Regions from separate parts of the Sus scrofa genome. Here regions 1 and 3 are each linked to region 2. A link is a contact called in public HiChIP or PLAC-seq data. All regions are on one chromosome and are shown on one strand. The core of a region is the stretch at or near the end of the contact, and the rest is flanking DNA. Distances in the headings are between cores, read along the strand shown. Region 1 holds the start of MED4 (mediator of RNA polymerase II transcription subunit 4). Region 2 holds the start of CYSLTR2 (cysteinyl leukotriene receptor 2). Region 3 holds the start of LOC106505288.

The links. HiChIP or PLAC-seq counts read pairs in DNA pulled down with a chosen protein or histone mark.
Region 1: an H3K27ac HiChIP or PLAC-seq map of alveolar macrophages shows a contact between it and region 2. The contact joins the promoter of MED4 here to the promoter of CYSLTR2 in region 2. A contact is called at or near these places in 2 of 5 promoter capture datasets (fetal liver and liver) and 1 of 2 datasets of contacts at active chromatin or transcription factors (alveolar macrophages).
Region 3: an H3K27ac HiChIP or PLAC-seq map of alveolar macrophages shows a contact between it and region 2. The contact joins the promoter of LOC106505288 here to the promoter of CYSLTR2 in region 2. A contact is called at or near these places in 3 of 5 promoter capture datasets (fetal liver, fetal skeletal muscle and liver) and 1 of 2 datasets of contacts at active chromatin or transcription factors (alveolar macrophages).

What each region holds. Positions count from the first base shown.
Region 1 is chr11:19,549,806-19,553,150 of Sscrofa11.1, reverse strand. MED4 (mediator of RNA polymerase II transcription subunit 4) reads right to left here and starts at 1,293. Exons shown (of 7, transcript XM_013978727.2): 1 at 1,118-1,293. The coding sequence starts at 1,245. It overlaps LOC110255811 (a long non-coding RNA gene), which reads right to left. Exons shown (of 3, transcript XR_002336671.1): 3 at 3,185-3,345.
Region 2 is chr11:19,009,547-19,012,776 of Sscrofa11.1, reverse strand. CYSLTR2 (cysteinyl leukotriene receptor 2) reads left to right here and starts at 1,762. Exons shown (of 3, transcript NM_214130.2): 1 at 1,762-1,847.
Region 3 is chr11:18,414,159-18,417,353 of Sscrofa11.1, reverse strand. It overlaps LOC106505288, which reads right to left and starts at 1,585. Exons shown (of 3, transcript XM_021065322.1): 1 at 765-1,585. The coding sequence starts at 968.

The DNA of each region.
Region 1 (3,345 bases), core at 44-2,543, 540 kb before region 2:
TAAAAATGTAATTATTAGTAGATCAGATAATACAATTACAGACATACCTCAGAGATACTTCAGGTTCAGTTTTCCACATCAATGCAATGATGTGACTACCACAATAAAGTGACTCAGTTTTTGGTTTTTCAGTGCATATAAAAGTTATGTTTACACTATACCGTAGTCTATTAAGTGTGCCATGGCATTATGTCTAAAAAACAATTATACATTAAAGAAAACAGCATTAATTTAAAAATAATGCTGACGGAAAAATGGTACCAACAGACCTGATTGACACATGGTTGTCACAAACCTTCAATTTGTAAAAAATGCAATATGTGCAAAGTGCAATAAAGTGTAACAAGGTGTGCCTGTATATAGTAAGATTTAGAATGTTGATTACAGAAAAAGGGACACTTGAACAGGATTCTGGAGGATAAATGAATCAGGTTGGAGGTGGAGTGGAAACGCACTGAAGAAAAGGAAGCTGGGAAGCAGTTCACCGAGGCTGGAATAAAGGATATTACTGGAGGGCTGAGAAGTGCAGCGACAACAGGATGGATTAACAGGATGAATGCCCTTGCTGGACATTCTAAGCTAAAGAGTCTGAATTAACTTCCTCTAGAGAGTGCATTCGTTTCTCCAGGGAGCCTGCCCTGACGACAAGGGGGACAGACGCCTAGCGCCCCTGCTGCAGCAGCCTCCAATCCAAACAGGCTCCGCGCCACAGTTACTGTTTACACGTCTGTCTACCCCGGACACTGGGCTCGTCTACGTCAGTATCTAGTCTCCCTCAGGACCGTCTCCCAGCGCGGGACCGGCGGGAGGAGCTCCTTACATGTCTGTCGAAGGCCGGTGGACGAAGCGACTCTCCCGGCGACCTCTAAGGTCCCTACGATTCTGAGAGTCTGGGGTTCCAGAGTCACTGGCAGTATTAAAATGTCCTCTATGGGGGTGGGGCGGGAATGCCGGCGAGTCCCCGAGGGTTGCGGGCCTACGTCCACGACCCTCGCGCACTGCCTCCGAAGCGCGCGCCGCAGTCCCGGAGTGCGGCCCTCCCCGCCGAGACCCAGGAACCAGCCTGAGTCAATGCTCCCGGCCCAGCTCCAGCCAGGCCCCCAGGCGACGGCCTCACCTGGACAAGACCTCTAGGTCTTCCAGCGCAGAAAGCAGCCGCTCGCGAGTGCTGTTGCCGCTCGCCGCTCCCAAACCGCCGCCGCCCGACCGCTCCTTCTCCTTCTCGCCGCTCGAAGACGCCGCCATCCTCCCGACACACTAACAGCCGGCGCGTGCGCAGCTGCGCTCTAAGGAAGAGTGTCGGTCCGCGGGCGGAAGGAAGGGTCACAGAGGCGAGGTAGAGAGCCTGGGCCAGAGCGCCCCCTGCGCGCCTGGAGGTGTCTTGCAGGCGCCGGCGCCATCTGCTGGGCTAGTGAGGGCTTCTTGGGTCCAACCCGCGAGCGAGGGCCAAACCCAGAACTGGGGGCCCAACGCGGTCAGGTTTCCAGCACCTTAGCTTATTCAAGCAGCTGCTCAGTGGAGTTTGTTTGTTTGTTTTTTCCTTTTTTTTGGCCGCCTCGCGGGCATACGGAGTTCCTGGGCCAAGGATCAAATCCCAGATACATTTGTGACCTACCAATCGCTGGATCCTTTAACCCACTGTGCCAGCTGGGGATCAAACCCGCGTCCCAGTGCTGCAGAGATGCCCCTAATAGTGTTGGGCTGTGCCACAGTGGGAACTCCTGCTCAAGGGCATTTGTGGGAATTACATAATGGCCTGCATCTTGTGTCAGTGTCTTTGAGCAATGGGCCGGGGACCTACCGGATTTATCGCTGTTTAGTCTGCGTTCCCATAATGCTATTTCCACCCTCTGTTCGGGCTCTCAGGGAGGCTGTGAGCTCTTTAGGACAGGAAATGTAATCCTTATTTTCTTTAATTTTTTTTTTCTGTGGTCACATGCATTCAGCATAAAATTACTGTGTTAATGGTGTGTAAGTGTACAATTCACTGGAATTAGGTATATTCATATTGTTGTGCTACCAACACCAGCATCCTCTGGCCTTTCTGTAGTCACACCCCTTCATTCATTCGGCTCCAGTCATTCTGGTTCTCAAGCACCAGGACGCTCCTGCCTTAGGGCATTGGCACTGCTGTTCTCCCTGCCTTCATGGGTTGCCCCCCAGAAAGTCACAAGGCCATCTGCTCTTGGGACACAAACTGCACTTTCTTCGGGACCCCCACCCTGGCCACCTTGTTTACAACTGCCGTCTCACCTCCACCTTCCGCCACCTTTACCCAGCTCTTCATTTTTTCCTACAGCATTTGTCATCTTCTAACATTTCACCTAAGTCAGTTGATGTGTGCTCTGCTAATTGTCTCCTCCACTAGGATATAAACTCCATGAGGGCAGAGTCTCTTGGAACTTCTCAAAGACCTAGCCCCAGTCTCAGAATACTGTCTGAAACACGGTGAGTCCCAATAACTATTATTGGATTTGTTGTTGACAGAGGTGCTGAAATCATCAGAAACTGAAAACAAACTGTAGTTATCTATAGTTTTGCCTCTAATTGGTAAAATCTTATTTTCAATGATTTCTGTCCATAGTCTCCTGAAGATTCTTTTTTTTTTTTTTCTTTGCTTTTTAGGGCCGCACCCATGGCATATGGAGGCTCCCAGGCTAGGGGTCCAATTGGTAACTGCCAGCCTATACCACATCAGATTCGAGCTGCGTCTGCCACCTACACATCATCTCACGACAACACCAGATTCTTAACCCACTGAGCAAGGCCAGGGATCAAACCTGCAACCTCATGGTTCCTAGTTGGATTCATTTCTGCTGCACCATGACAGGAACTCCCTCCCAAAGATTCTTAAAAGCAACTTCAAATATTTATGGCATCTTCAACCAAAAAATGGAATATTCAGGAGTTCCCATGGTGGCTCAGTGGTTGACGAATCCGACTAGGAACCATGAGGTTGCGGGTTCGATCCCTGGCCTCGCTCAGTGGGTTAAGGATCTGGCATTGCCATGAGCTGTGGTGTAGGTGGCAGATGCGGTTTGGATCCCACGTTGCTGTGGCTCTGGCATAGGCTGGCGGCTACAGCTCCGATTCGACCCCGAGCCTGGGAACCTCCATATGCCGCGGGAGCGGCCCAAGAAAAATGGCAAAAAGAAAAAAAAAAAAAAAAAAAAAAAAAGGAATATTCAGCAGTGCAGTAGTGGGCATTGGCCCTGGTACCTTATAACTCAAGAAACACTATTTTTCATTTTTTAATTTTATGGCCACACTGACGGCACATGGAAGTTCCCAGGCCAGGCACTGAACCTGAGCAGCAACTGAGATCTACCCCACAGCTGCAGCAAC
Region 2 (3,230 bases), core at 513-3,012:
AGTTTTGTTTTGTCCTTAGAATTTTTAAGGTGAGTCCCTGTTTGTTTTTTATTTTAACCACATGAAGTTTAGGATGGGTTTTTATATTTATGGAAAAACATCATTGAGAATTTAATAAGGATCGTGCTGAATCTGTACATCGATTTGAGTAGTACCAGCGTCAGGTATCTTTCTACTTACTGATGTCTTTAATTTCTTTCAGCCATGACTTATTTTCAGTGCACTGAAAGGAGTCTTTCACCTCCATGGTATTTTATTCTTTTCGATGCTACTGTAAATGAAATTTCCTTTTGTCTTTTTTTTTTTTTTTTTGTCTTTTTAGGTCCGCACCCACGGCACATGGAGGTTCCCAGGCTAGGGGTCTCATCAGAGCTATAGCCGCCGGCCACAGCCACAGCCACACCAGATCCGAGCTTCGTCTGCGACCTACACCACAGCTTAAGGCAACGCTGGATCCTTGTCCCACTGAGTGGGGCCAGGGATTGAGCCTGCAACCTCATGGTTCCCACTCAGATTCGTTTCCACTGCACCAAGACAGGAACTCCAAAATTTCCTTTTTGGGTTGTTCATTGTTAGCATATAGAAATGCAACTGCTTTTTGTGCCACTTTGTTGAATTCATTTATTAGTTCTAACAGAGGTATGTGTGTGTGTGTGTGTGTGTGTGTGCGCACACACACACGCACACACAACCTGCCTTTCTACATATAGGATTATATCATCTGTGAACAGACATAATTTTACTTCTTTCTTCCCAACTGGAATGCCTTTTATTTCTTGCCTAATGTTACTGCAGCGAGTCAAGCCATGCTGAGGATTTTATTGGGGATGGGGAAGGGGAGAAATGATTAGACTTGGGACATAATTGGCAGGTAGAACAAATGGAATTGCTGACTTGGATGTCAGCTGTGGGAGGAGAGAAAGAAGCTAAGAATGATCTCTAGGGTTAGAGTCAGATTGACTGAATCTTTGTGATGCCACTTGATTAGATGGGGTAATGGGGGAGTGTGCACTTGGGAGGGAAGAGAACAGCTCTGTTTCAGCCTTATTAATTTTGGCTCTGGATGTGGATAATAAAGACAAAAGCAAGAGAATGTGCTGAGAAGACATCAGAAGACAGACTTTGGGGGCAGGCTCACACTTAGAAAAAGAGGAATCAGAAAGGGAAGTAGAGGGAACAATACAAGGGATAGAATAAGAACCAACGAAGTTAGAGAAACAAGGAGGAGAAAGTTATAAGCAACTGGCAGTGGTTAACTGTGCCACACAAATTGAGGAAGGAAGATGAGGACCGAGAAAGGACCTTTTACGTGAGCAACGAGGATGCCATTGATAACTTCTGACAGCATTTTCAGCAGAAAAGGTAAGGCTTCCGCTCATGTGCAAGTAAGCTGAAAAAGCAAGTGGGTGATGGGAATTGCTCTAAATAGTTCTGGAGTTCTGTACTTATAAGGTGGTGTTGATATTAGCATTGCCATGGAAACAAAAACATTTAGGAGAACTAAAAGCAGCTTAAAACCCCAACTCTAGCCTGTCATAGCCCCTTGATCTGTTGTGAATAATGCTAATGAAACAGTCATTAGAGGGCAGAGCTAAGTCAGGTTTCTGTCTTCAGATGTCGCCTTCTTGAGAAGGAAGGAAGCAGCAGCACTCACACTAAAGTTCTGTAAAGCGCAGACAACTTGCTGACCAGAGTTCCTTATTCTCTTGCTATTGGCTGACACTGCTCATAAAGTATAATTTGCTGTTTCATTTTTCTCTTAAACAAGCAAGCTGGATTACTTGGAGGAGGAAGATAGCAGAGACAGGAAGACAAAATCTAAGGCAGCTGAAAGAAGGGAAACTCAGGTGAGCGTTTTTATCTTTGTTAAGTCATTGTTAACAATCAGGCTCTGCTTATTGCTTCACAGAAGAATAATTTTTGAAAAGCAAGTTTTATATTGTTCTACTATAAACTTTTTCCTACCATATACATGGTAGTTCGAAAAATATTGGGAAAGTCCAAAAATAAAAAAAAAAAATGGAAGGAAGCAAAAGCCACCACTGAGGTAGTATCTAATGGGTATTTTGGGGGTGTTTCTTTCCATTCCTTATTATGTGTCTGCGTGTGATTTTAGCTGATTTTCATAGTTATGTTCGAAAACATGGATAAGTTTATATTTCTTTTTTCGGTTAAAGCATACATTTTTCCACATTGCTGTAAATGCTTCATAATTATAATTAAAAATTGCTGCATAAATTGCACTGAAGAGATTTACTATACTTAAGCATTCCCCTGTTTGGGTCACTGTACCATCTTTCCTAGTTTTCATAGACTGGGTCATTTGATTATGTAAGATATATTTTTTTCCAGTCAGGGTCTTATTCTTTGAGGAGAGGAGGTTAAATTTGAGAATGTAAGTTTCACTAAATTTACCGAAGGGAAGGCGTGTGTGAGAACATGTGCTTATAATCTGCTTATTACCCCCCTTGCAGCCACAATCGGCAGTTCCCAATTCTGGCTATACATTGTCAGAATCACCTGATTCTGGGCAGATTAGAAAATTACCTTTAGAATGATTGAAACTTAACTTGTGGTGATGAGTCAGTCATCTGCAGTTGGTTTTTCATTTTTTTTTTCAACTTTCAAGAATTTCCCAGGTTGTTCTAATGAGTGGCAAGCTTAAAACTGTTCTAGGTTATCTGAAATGCCTTCCTATCTCTGACCCATACCCGAAAAGTAATACATTTTACAGGAAAGGGAGATACCCTATTAGGCAAGCCACCTAAGTCTTCCTTTCAATACTATATAAATAATGCAAGAGTCATCTGAGGAAAACATAAGACTTCTAGAAATTTCTATCATCACCTCAACCCCATAAACTCTTGAGACAAGGGTCTACTTGAGCGTTTCAATTTACTAATGCTTTAAAGTGATGAGTTTGTTTCCAGCGCATTAGTGGTTAGAAATGAGAGAGGTAGAGCCTCCAGAATGATCTAAAAGCATCAAAATCAAGCACAGCATCTCTTAGTGTTCTGCCAAGGTAGCCTGACTTCATTTCATTTGCAAACTTTTCAAGGGTCCAAACACAAAAAGGGCATTTTAATAGCTGGCCACTGCTACTAAATTGTATGAATAGGTATAAATTTCATTAATATTAAAAGGCACAGCAAAGACTGATTGGATTAAATTGGGAAGCAGCAGGTGGATGACCCTGGCTTTCCAGGAGCAGAGACTTGGCACTTACCTCC
Region 3 (3,195 bases), core at 336-2,835, 600 kb after region 2:
CATTCCTCCCAAGCCTAGCAAGGTAGTCGGAAGGGAAGTGGGGGCCTCGGGAGTGAAGCCTTTCAAGCCCACCCATGTCCTTCAAGGCAGTGGAGGAAAGGATCTTTCTAACTGTACCTCTCAGGGGTCAGCCTGTTCCCCACCCCACGATGGTCAATACTCACGTAAAGTTGCTCAGACCACCTCCTAACTGTCCCCCCAGGATCCCACCCTAAGAATCCGCGCAGGTCCAGCCCTCTTTAATTGGCTGAGGTCAGCGTTTGAGGGTCCCTCCAGTCCCATCCCCCCTCCCCTCGCCCTCAGTACTTTATCTAATAGAGGAAAGAGCACAGTGGGATTGGCTGAATCCCTGCTGGTCTAGGGATGGGTTTTAAGCATTGTATACTATTGGAACCATGTGTGTGTGTGTTGGGGGGCCGGTTTTAGGCGGCTGAGTCCCACCCAAGCGAGTCCAGCTTCGGGACCTCGCACAGCCCCGGTGCCCCCTCGCTTCCCCGAGGTCAGGAGGAGCCCTGGGCCTCTGGCAGGAACTCTGCCCCTGCCCCTCCCCTCGGTTCCCGCAGGTCGACCCCCTCCCCACCCCAGCAGCCCGAGCAAGCCGTGGGGAGGGAAAGGGGGAGACGAAGGACCAAAGCTCCCCTAGACTAAGGCCCTGGGCGCAGCGCTGCCAAGGAGCAGCGGCGGCTCAGGGCGAACCCGTGCGCCTCAAAAGTTGGTCTCGCGCTGAGCCTGGGAGACGAGGTGCGGAGTCCGCAAAAACTGACCTGGTTCGCGGCCCCAGGACGAACAGGCTTCCAACACTGCTTCCGCAGGTTAGGTCCAACCTGGGCGGTGTTGCCGTGGGCGGGGTCAAGGGTCAGGGGTCGGAGGTCCCGCCGTCCGCCCATCAGGCTCTGGGGCAGCTCAGCGATGCGGATGGAAGAGAGGCCTAGCAGGGAGTTCGTGCTCCGCGGGGTCCTGGGCTCCATCCCCAGCGGGATTGGAGGCCAGGATGCCTGGACCTGAGTCACATGCCGGGCCTTAGGTTCCCCCAGCTCAACTTTAGGTGCCCTGGATTCAGGCCAGGTGTCCAGCTTGTAGTCAAGTGACCAGGCTCCACTGGCCACTGTCTGCCCCTCAAGGCTGCGACTTTAAAAGCTGGAGATTTCCTGATGATCCCCAAGCTTTTGGCATAAAAGCTGTGATTGGTGATTGTTCAACAAAGCAGATGGATGAGTGAGACCCTTCAGCTGAGAAGAGGGATGTAGGGACAAAGGAGGAGTCTCAGGTGCAAAGAGAAGAAGTTCAGGGAAGGCTCTCGGGAGAAAGGGCACGGGGTGAGCACCGCCCACCCACCAATACACCACCTCTTTGACACACTCCACGTTCAGGCCCCCCAGCCCCGTTTTTCCAGATACCAACACCTAGGTAGGCCTGCAGCCTGCAACTGCAAGCCCAAGTGTCAATTCAGGTATTTCTGGGTCCAGAGTCCTGACTCTGGGGAAACAAATGACACTCAGCCTCCAGGATAGAAAGTCCCCAGTGAATGCTTAGGACCGACCTCTGTGCCCTCTATGAGGCGAAGCAACGTGAGCCAGAAGGTCAAACGCACCTGGTAACCAAGCCCTCCTCTCTGGGCACATCCTTGGGGTTCTTCCAACGCCCCATCTGACCTCGGGTGGAGGTCCCAGTGAAGAGATCAATGTGGGCTCTGTTGGTGCTCCGGCGCCCTCTAGTGTCCGTCCCCTCTAACGCCAGTTCTCTGCCCTTCCTGCCTCTCTCTCCAGCCCTGAGGGCTGCACTGGCCTTGGGCACCTTCCAGCCCGATTTCCTTCCTCCTCTCGAAGGGCAATGACGTGCTCTGCAGATAAGGGTCTTTCTCTCTTGGAGTCTCCCAGGGCACTTATCCCTCCCCCCCCACCCAGAGGGGAATGGATAAAGATGTGGGGTGAGCCACACACACGCACAAACACACACACACACACACACACACACACACACACGGGCGCACGCACCCACACACAGAAATATCATTGCCATTAAAAAGAATGAAATAATGCCGTTTGTAGTAACACGGATAGACCTGGGATTATCATACTAAATGAAGTGAGCCAGAGAAAGACAATATCATATATCTCCTATATATGTAATTTTAAAAAAATGATAGGAATGATCTTATTTACAAAAGAGACTCGCAGACACGGAAAGCAAATTTATGGTTACCGAAGGTGAAAGAGGGGTGGGGGAGGGATAAATTAGGAGGTTGGGATTATATACATAGTACTGTATATAAAATAGATAACCGACAAGACCAACTGTATGGCACAGGGAAAAATATTCAATAATTAATAATAACCTATAAGGGGAAATAATCTGAAAAGGAATATATATATTCATATACTGAATAATATATATTCATATGCTGAATCACTGTGCTGGACACCTGAAACTAACACAATGTTGTCAATCAACTATACTTTAGTTCTTAAAAACTTGTTAAAAAGATTTTCAGTGAGTAGGAAAAAAATCTCTTGCATGTTTCATGTTGCATAGAATGCAATCAGAAATATTTCCACAGAACACATGGAACACTAAAATTCATCACCATAAGGTGAGTGAAACTCAAGTCTGGGGATTTTCTGTAGGCTTCTCAAGATTTCATCCTCATAGTTTAGGTCCTTCCCCATCAATTAGCTCCACTGGCCGTGACCCAGTTCCTGCTAAAGAGAAGAACAGGCTAACTGGAATGGGATGATCCCCAAATTAATGGGCCAGTGTGTGCTTGTCCCAGGATATGGGCTACACCTGCTTACAGGACTGGGACTTCAACCTTTAGCTCGTTAACTACAGGTCACAGTATTAACGACCATTTAAAGGGGGCGGTTGTGTTTCCTCAATTTAAGGGAAGCCTTCTAGGCATCTGACTCTTCCTTTTGTAGAGAATTCACTAGGAATAAGATACTGGTCTGAGGCAAATATTGGACAATCAAAAGATTTATTTTTTCCTGCTAACTGAAAATCTTTTTAACAACAACAAATTTTTTTCTCTTTTTTTGACCTCCCCGCACCAGGTGTCAAATCCAAGTCATGACCCAATCTTCTGGGTCGGGATCAAACCTGGGCCCCAGTGCTCCAGAGATGCTGCTCAACCCACTGCACCACAGAAGGCACTCCTAACAAAAATATTTTAAATTGAAATATAGTTGAATATAGCTC